Regions from separate parts of the Drosophila melanogaster genome. Here region 2 is linked to region 1. Evidence: chromatin contacts called from public Hi-C data. All regions are on one chromosome and are shown on one strand. Each heading gives the region's core, a stretch centred on a gene start, on an enhancer-like site or on the middle of the called end of the contact. The rest is flanking DNA. Distances are from core to core; before and after follow the strand shown. Region 1 holds the start of CG18273. Region 2 holds the start of CG32772.

The links. Hi-C and Micro-C count contacts between places; a contact is called where the count stands out from the background.
Region 2: a Hi-C map of the Kc167 cell line shows a contact between it and region 1, with 3 times the contacts expected there. The contact joins the promoter of CG32772 here to the promoter of CG18273 in region 1.

What each region holds. Positions count from the first base shown.
Region 1 is chrX:485,069-489,652 of dm6, reverse strand. CG18273 reads left to right here and starts at 2,072. Exons shown (of 6, transcript NM_130487.4): 1 at 2,072-2,188; 2 at 2,250-4,584. The coding sequence starts at 2,173. It overlaps CG3156, which reads right to left and starts at 1,775. Exons shown (of 6, transcript NM_130488.3): 1 at 1,291-1,775; 2 at 1,025-1,231; 3 at 577-779; 4 at 229-510; 5 at 1-168. The coding sequence starts at 1,663. It also overlaps asRNA:CR45797.
Region 2 is chrX:4,906,545-4,911,128 of dm6, reverse strand. CG32772 reads right to left here and starts at 2,027. Exons shown (of 7, transcript NM_001297941.1): 1 at 1,810-2,027; 2 at 1,332-1,677; 3 at 1-277. The coding sequence starts at 1,370. It overlaps CG6927, which reads right to left and starts at 4,229. Exons shown (of 2, transcript NM_131966.2): 1 at 3,724-4,229; 2 at 2,308-3,669. The coding sequence starts at 4,150. The coding sequence ends at 2,522. CG42594 reads right to left here. Exons shown (of 8, transcript NM_001297940.1): 8 at 4,554-4,584.

The DNA of each region.
Region 1 (4,584 bases), core at 823-3,322:
TTTGTTCAGTTGGCTATAGAAGTTGGACAACCCATTCATTGAGATGGCCACATAACCGGCGTACAGCATGAAGGCTGTGAGGGCTCCAATCGTCAGCGAGTCTTGTAATACCAAGGTTCCTCCATAATACAGCACTGAAATAATGATGAAGTTGCCACAGAAGCCAGTCTGAAATAAGGGATAACAGATTTTGATGATTTTCCTAAGTACCTTTCCTTTAGGTCTTACCAATCCAAAGAAAATAGCTCTGGCACGTGTCTCTTTGTAGCCAATCTGGAGAGCTTCATCCAGTTTGCCATCGAAGGCAGCTACTTCCTGTTGTTCTCGGCAGAAGGTCTTAACCGTTTTAACATTACCAAATCGCTCCTCCGCAAACTTCATAATCTCGGCGTACTTGTCTAGTTCTACTTTGGTGATCCGCCTTACGTAGCGTCCGTACACGATGGCCATGCCCGCCATCGCGGGAACCACCAAGGCACTCACGGCAGCCAACTGGGGGGAGGTGTAGATCTGCAATGAAAGAACTGGATAAAATAAGGTTTTGGGCAGTGCAAACCACTTTTTGTTATATCATACCATCATGCCTGTGCCGACGCCGATCATGGCTACAGATCGCAGACCATCCGATACGTTCTGGCTCAACGAGGTGCCCACCATTAAGGTATCGTTGCTCAGCCGATTTATTAGTTCTCCAGTGCCCTTGGTATCGAACCAACCCACCTCCTGCATAAGCATAGATCTGTATAGCCGGGATCTTAGACTGCGCACTATTCGGAGAGCTGAAACGAGAAACAGGTAGACATAAGACCTATATGAATTGGTTCTTATAACGTATGCTTTGTATAAAGCGAATAAGTGGTCAAAATAAACGCATTCTACTTCACAGTTCATTAAATCGTAATTGATTAATGTAAAACAATCCAAGATGGTACAGTTCCCAGAAGATGTTCATATCTTATGAGGTCGAACGACTTTCCAGGGCTAGCACAGTGTTAGAGATGTGTGTTTTCTACATCCCACTCACCCGCATTCCCAAACAGATGGACGCGGGCAAAGTTGGCGAATCCGCCCAGCACGAAGATCCCGAAGAGCAGCACCGAGTACTCGCCCAATTTGGCCATGGCTGCGCTATCCATGCCCGATTTATTAAAGACTACATCAATGACCTTGCCCAGGAACAGAGGAACCGACATGGTGATAGCTGAAGAAACTACCAGACAGCCAATGCCCGCTGAGAAATAAAGAACATAAGGATTTGGGAAATTTCAAAATGCGTTGTATGCTAGTAACCTGTCAGCACCCATTTCTCCGATTTAGTCAGGCTGAGCAGGCGGCCGTACTGGGATCTGCCCATTTTGACGGGGGCGGGCACGATTCCGGCTCCAACTGCAGTTGGTAAGTTCGCCTTTGCATTCCTGGCTAACCACTTGCTGCTCTGTGCAAATCCACGTCGCATGCACCACCACGGCATGCGGAGTGTTGGGTGCAGGTGGCTATGGTAACGGTTCGGCGGTGGAAGGCTGTGTTGAAGCGACCGGGCGGTTCGATGGTGGAGGCACCTGCCCAAATGGTGATTATATGATGTGGACAACCTTATTTGGCTGCTTTTCCTGACCCGGAGAGTCGTGCAGAGGTGTGTGAGCCTCGTACAGTTTAACAGCATTGTGATTCTTGTCTCATTCAGAAATGTACAAAAAAAAACAGTGGATTTTTTAAAATGATTCGAATTATAAAATAAACAACACGAATCTGTAACGGTGCTCTGCTTCTTTCTCGGTGGTGGACGATCAGCTGTTCCAGCAGTGTTTTTGACAAATAGCTAAAAATGTCCAAATTTAGCTTGATATGAAGCGAAAACACTACCAAATCTCACCACTTGCCAAATCTGTTGGTATTTTATTACAAAGCCACCGAGGTATTATGGCTACCTATTAACCATATTAATATCCAATTGGGCCAAGAACTCAAAATAGAATGTGTTTCTGTAGCGGCTATAAAATAGCCAGATTTGACGTAGCTACAACAGCTACAAACAGCGCTTACGCATATCGCAAATCGATATCGAAATCGCATCGGTGTATCGATAAATTTTTTGTTTATTCCGCACGTGCCGCAGTAAAATAAATTTCGATTTGAGATTGCATTTTTTTGTACTTCACTGGACGAGGCAACATGGACACAGGCGAGGGTAAGTGCTTTATAATACCGTTCCGATGGACCAGGTCAGTAAGCTCCACGTCCATTTGCAGCGCTGAAGTCCTGGCTGACTGAAACGAACAAGCCGTTCGCGGCACGTGTTGAGTTCGCTCTGAAGGTATGGCAGTCCGTGGAGTTCCCCTACCTCAATAAGTACGAGGTCATCGCCGACTGGCTGGCGAAATCATTGGGTGGGTGCAAGGATTTACCCTTCCAACAACTCAAGGATTTCCTGAGGCTGAGGGCGCAGCCTGGCTGGGTTACTCAGACAACGAAATGCCAGTTGATTCACGCTCTCTACGAGATTGTCTCCCGGGAGGAGAACGCAAACGAGTCGGCACTGGAAGTCCTGCCCATGGTTCTCAGTTCTGAGCTGCTCCAGGATGCCTTGCGGTCCAGCAACAAGCTTCTATTCGAATGCTATGGCAGCCTGTTCAGATGCCATCAAAAGTGCGTCGAACTTCGCAAGGATAACAAGGATCGGACTGAGAGCCAAGACCACTGGGATGCAGAGTTTGTAGTTCCTGTGATCAAGCAGCTGACAGAGATGGTTCGCCGCTCTCAGGAGCCTGAAAAGCTTTTAGAAGAGTACAATTCGAAAACTGTTCGTCCTCTTGTGGAGCTGCATCTGACCTTAAAAACTTCATGCCTAGACGAACTGGCCGAGCTGGAAAAGCAAATCAAGGCGGAGTTTGACATCACACGGATTAAGGACCTTCCGCTGCATGTCAGCCTGATCCTTTTGGAGGCTAGTGTCCTGAATAATCGCTTCCAAACAGCTAACATCAGCACCATCTTACTGTGTATATTTAACACGGAGGCATTATCGCAGTCATCGCTTCAACTGACCGCCCATTTCCTTATGTCACTGCGTAAATACAATGTATCCCTGCAGTTTAAATTGGAAAATCTATCGATCACCGCGTTTGCCTATGTTTCTGATCAGCTGCTGCGTTTGGTGCGCGAGTACAAGAAGTCCAACTTAAAAGAGGTTTTAATACTTCTCTGTTCTGCGTTGCGGTATAATCCTCTCCTGCTGGAGCAGAGTGTTTACCAGATAACCGTTTGGATGCTCACGACTCCCAAGGAGAATGCCCAAGTGGAGGAGCTGTATTCGGAGTACCTTATTCTACTGCTGGACATGTTTCGCCGTCTTAGTCGCGCAGAGCGGTTCATCATCAATCTCCTCAAGGTCCTAGGAGCATGGTTGGGAAAGTACACTTTGGATGTTCCCCCTAATGAAGCTAAGAAGCGACGCATCCAGGACTCTAAAATTATTGAAGCTGAAGGCCATCAGTTGGAGGAGCGCTTTCTAGGCATAATTTTTAATAGAACCCCTTTAGCCACAGCTCCTTCGGCCAATGACGCTTTCAAGCAGCTGTGCCAAACGTGGCCAAGCCACTCAGCCGGTGTGGCTTTCACTCGTTTAATTAGCAACCTGATGAGCAAACCATCTCTGGTGATTTGGAAAAGTCTGTTGCATTCCTTCGCGGAGCTGCTTGAGGAGGATCAGCCGAAAGAAGTGCTGCCCGAAAACCTGGACTTTGCTCGGGAACTGCATGCTGCGCTCCTTTGCCAATACTTAAACGGCACTCGACTGGCTGAGCAAGTGCAACTTTATCAGCTGCAAGTGGAGCAACAACTACAGCACACTTGCCAGGTCCTGGAGCAGTTCGGACGGCTTTTACTACGCCAAGAGCACAACCGCCGGCTTATGAATGCCTTTCTGGAGTGCACTGAGAGAGCCAGCGGTTTTGAGCTTCTATTGGCGTACTACTGGCCAGATGGTTTCCCCGCCAGCCAGCGGCCAGTCCAGCTGAGGGGTTTCCTGCCCACCGCCGAGTGGACGTTGATCCAGCAAAGGGTGTACAACTTTGGCAAGAACTGCTGCCGGCTGAGATTGCAGCGTTTGGAGCTGCAGCTTGTTGAGAGTGGTTGGTTGCTGAAGGATCAAAGGGGAGCCAATTGTTCGGATGCCCTGGCTGAGTTAGTCCCACCGTATCAACTCTTTCGGCTTTCCAGACCACAGAAGCAGCTCCGTTTGCATCAAAGGAAACATAATCAAAGCTTGGAACCCCATCTAAATGATTCGGAGAGCATTGAGATCCTTACATTGCAGCTGCTTAAGGAATATGGAGCAGAGGCCAAAGAAGCGAAGGCCAAGGGGTCACTATTGGTGAAACTGAAACTGGAAGAGCAGGTGGAGGAGAACTCGCTGACACAATTCCTAAGGGATAACGCGTCGGTGGAAATTGACTTGCATTTGCCCCCAGCCCAGGTACTGGTCAAGACTCTGCAGGGCCTTCCATTGGCTCAGTTGCCCCGTAACATTCGATCGCGCCTTTGGCTGGTGATCTTTGTTCTATACAGGGATCTCAGTCTTAGCCA
Region 2 (4,584 bases), core at 778-3,277, 4.4 Mb before region 1:
GCATTTGCTGCTGTTGTTGTTGTTGCTGTTGCGAGTTCTGATGCTGCTGCTGCTGCGGATTCTGATGCTGCTGCTGCTGCGCGATGGCGTCGCTGTCGCTGGAGGAGGCCGTCGACGAGGAGGTGGCCGCCGCTGCTGCAGAGGCGGCAACTGCGGCCGAGGCAGAGGCAGCGACGGCTGCAGCGGCCGCCGCCGACTGATGGAAGTTGGAATTATTTGTCAACTGCTCCGAGCAGCGGACGCACGTGGGTATGCTATAGCCGGGCACCTGGAACAACTGTAGGGCGGGGGAATAGAATAGAACAGAACAGGACACGTGAATTAGAGAGTGCTTCCAATTGGAAAAAAAAAACCAATAATGCTCTTTATTTATTGTGGCAACTCAATCTTATTCCACACATACCCTCCCCCTTCCATGCCAACTAGCCCTTTCTCTTTTCCACCAACTAGAAATAAGAGCCAAGAAGATAAACACACGCACACACACAGGCACGCACACATGGAGAGCGAAAAAGAAAGAAAAGAAACTACAATAACAACAGCACCAGCAGCTCGTTGCTTTGTTGTTGTTGTTTTCATTTCATGTTATTTTTTTTCTTCGGTACAACGTTTTGTTATTCTTTCGCTTTTTGTTTTGCTTTGCCGCCGCTCTGCCAGCGGCGGCGGCAGAGGCGTCGCCTACAAAAAAGGGGTTATTTGGTAATTGTTTAAATAATGAACTAAAAACCAAGCAAAGTTAGATCTGTTTTGTTAGTTTTATAACCGCTTAACTTTAAATTTTTGGGCTTAGATGCCCAATATAGTAAACCCTCTGTCACTAAATTAACGCGCAGCCACTGCGTATTTGGCTGCCTTGGCGCAATTTCTGTCATTTTGTTTTAATATGTATTTCTTTTTGTGCGGTTCATGGGCGGCGGGAGGGGGCTGAAAGAGGGGGGCCTGTTCGGGGGAATAGGTTGAAAAGGAGTCAAAGTGAAAAGCGAGTGGCGAGCGTAAGCAAAATGTAAAAATAATATTTTTTCAAGTTGTCGGCTTGAACAACTTTTCGGGCTGAGTTGGCTAAAAATAAAAATTGTTCAGCAATAGTTTGGGGTCGCATGTGTATGTGTATTTCTTATTTCTGTGTGTGTGCGTTTGTATGTGTGTGGGGAAAGGGGGGCAATGCGCGCGCTTTTGAACCCCGCCCCCTGCGCCAACAACCCGCCCGCACAATAACAGTAGCGCGAATTCAATTGTTTAAACTCCACCAAAAGAAAAAAAATCAATAGAAATAACAAAGTGTATATACCTAAATCACATGTGTGTATATCTTTTTTTTTTTGTTAACATACCGTTGCCGTTTGGAAGCACAATCTACAGATGGTGTCCATTATAACAGTAAATAAGGAATAGGATGGGGAGCAGGAGAAGGAGGATGCACTTTGTTGCTGACTTTTGCCCCCTCTGCGGTCGTTGTTGTTGTTGTTGTCGTCCTTCTCCCTCGCAATTTACCGCTATCTTTACCGGTTAACATTCAGCGCCGTTTTTCTTTTTCGTTTATTATTATTTAGTTCGTTTTTTTTCTATCTTTTTCCTTTTCCTTCCTACTATAAGTTTGTGAACACGATCCAAACGATGTGTGGTTGTATTTGAAACTAACTTTTTGGAGTTTGGTTTGCGTTTGGATTTCGGTGATCGCTATATGGCATATTATGATGGCAAAAACAAAAAAAAAACTATATAAATGATATAGAAATTTGATTTATACGATATTTTCGTGGTACACACACACACGCGCGTTGTTTATGTTTGCCTTGCACTTGCACATACAAGCAAAAATGCGGCGCTGTTGTTGTTGCTGCTTCGAAGTTCTGCTTCTTTTTTTTGCTTAATTCCTTTGCCCTTTTTTTGGCGTAGTTACACGTGAAAAAAAAAACAAACCAGCGCGTTCGAATGCGTTTTTTTTTTGTATTTTACAATTCACGACGAAGTTTTTGTCCGTCGTCTTTTTTCCCTTTTTTTTGGGGCCCGATGTTATTGTTGCGCTGTATGCGTGAGCCGTGTGTGTGTATGTGTGGGGAAAAAACGAATACGATAAGAATACGCGGTATAGTTGTGCTGCTCTAACCCACAGGTTGGCTTGGCCGGTGCTCCTTGGCCTGGCCTATCGATATTTCTATCGATTTCCGTAATCGAAAACGAGGCGGGTAATGGAATCGTTGTTGAAAACAAGTTTTTTAATTTATTATTTATTTAATATTTAATTGCAAGTCCGAAAGATTTATTTTATCATAGGTTATTTTATTTAAATAATTGATGGTGTTTTTTAGGCAGCCATAGAATCATGAACTTTATTTTACAACAGAATAAATATAAAATCATTTTACAGAACAAAGTGAAACAAACATAATACAAAACTTTCACAATAATTAAACAAACTATGCTAAACGATGGGTACAAATAATAAACACTTTAAATTGGATACTTTTCACAATATTAAATCTACTGTGTAATCTAATAATAAAATGAAATGGACCTTTTTTTAAATACAGTAGACAAATGTCCAGAAAAACAGATTAAAGACGAGAAAGGAGAGCGGAAAAACGAATCTGGCTCGACTATCAATCCACATGGCTATTTCCTGGGGCGTTAGCGTGGTCCAGCCACTCAGATCGATCTCCTCCTGGTGCCCCGCGCTCTCCGTTCGGTTATTGTTGGTCAAAGTTTGGCTGCTGCTGGCAGCACTGATCGCTCCAGTGGACTGGGCAGAGCCCATGGATCCAAAGGCACTCTCCACAAAGTTAACATCCATCTTCTGGACGACGCGGCTGGTCCTCTGCTGATCCAGAACTTGGCCCTCCTTAATCGTGGTGATGGGCAAATTGACGGTTAGGTAATTGTTGAAACCGGCACCGCCCAGCGAGCCGGTATCCGCTGTCTTATGCAGAGCCGTGCCCGAAAAGGATCTGGATCTGGCGTGACTGCGTCGTCTGAGCAGATTCGGCGATAGAGTTGACTTCAGGATGTGTTTGCTGTTCAGTTTCTTGACGGGCACACTCTTCTTACGACGCCAAATCGTGTTAACAAAGGCGAACTCCACCATGCTGCCAAATATGAAGATGGTGCAGCCCAGGAACCACACCTCTGACACCTTGATGTAGCTAACCTTTGGCAGAGTCTTTCCCTGTGCCGAGGCCAGGGTAATGAATGTCAGCAGGGTGCTGGTGCCCAGCGTGATGCGCGGCGGCGCCTGATCTGCTTGCAGCCAGAACGATACCCAGGATATGGCCACAATCAGCATGGAGGGTAGAAAGTAGTCCATCAGGTAAAAGCCAACCACTCGCGTCAGGTGAACGGTGAAGCTGAGGGAGCTGTAGTTGCCGGCAAAGGCTCCATGACGCAGGTCACTCAAATCGGCATTGATTACCGTCTCGTTTGACCAGGAACGCTGCAGCACAAACTCGGTGAGATGCAGTGCCCCATCGTAGGTTATCGGACGCTTCTGCTCCCAGTGGAGGACCAGTTCCGACGTATTGTACATCCAACTCTCCAGCACCGTCGAGCAGTGCTGCTCATCGAATGGGAACTTCTTAAGGTTGAGCCAGCAATAGAGTGTCGCCTTGATGCGATTCGAAACGATCACTGTGCCATCGGGCGATATCGAGGTGAGGATGTCCTTCTCCGTGAGACCTACCAATTAGTTGCAATCAAGCACGAGTCTACTCCAGACTCTACCGTACTCACCCAAAATACTGGAGTCGCGCTCATTGGCTAGAAATATGTGGGGCATCCAGAGCGAGTTTCTCAGGTGCTCCTCGCCCAAAATCGGCTGCCTGCGCTTGGGACTTACGTTGCGAAAGTTGAGACGCGGATCGAGGTATCGCATTTGGAGGAGCGCATAGATCTTGAACTGTAGATCGTGTGCTTCCAGGTTCTGCATGAAGTAGATGTAGGCGCGCATATAGACGTCCACCGGTAGCCGCTGGCCAGTTTCCGAATAAGTTATGGGTCGTTCCAAACGATCGTAGCGGCAGCCATGGGTTAAGCGATCCAGCAGCTGTGTTTGCGACAAACTGTCCCCATCGTCCAAGGTGGGGCAATCCTCGTCGAGCGCGGAGGCGCTGGCGTAGAGGCAGTTGAGCAGAATCGATATGATGAGCGACCACTCCATTATATTAAACTAAGCTATAAACTTAAAAATAAAGCCACGCCAATAAAATCCTAACGGTTATTTCAATATGGCGGAACAGTGCTGTCACTGTTAGTACTGCTAACTTAGCAGACATGTTACACTACACTTCAAATATAGACGTACACTTTAGTCATTAAAAAAATGCATGCAATTTAAACCTACCAATAAAATATCAAATTAAATAATACATTGATAGATAATTTCTTAAGTATATTGATTATTGCACTTTTTCAAAATCATTGCAGTGTATCGTGCGCCCAACAGCACAATGTTAAGTTGGACAGCACCAAACGCTATGTTACGCCGAACAGCTGCTGGCGAACATTATGTTAGTGGGCGCGCCAAATTCGAAATTCGTTTCCAGTCAAACACGAAACTCCTTAACGTCTTTACTCATTTAAGTTTTTATTGAT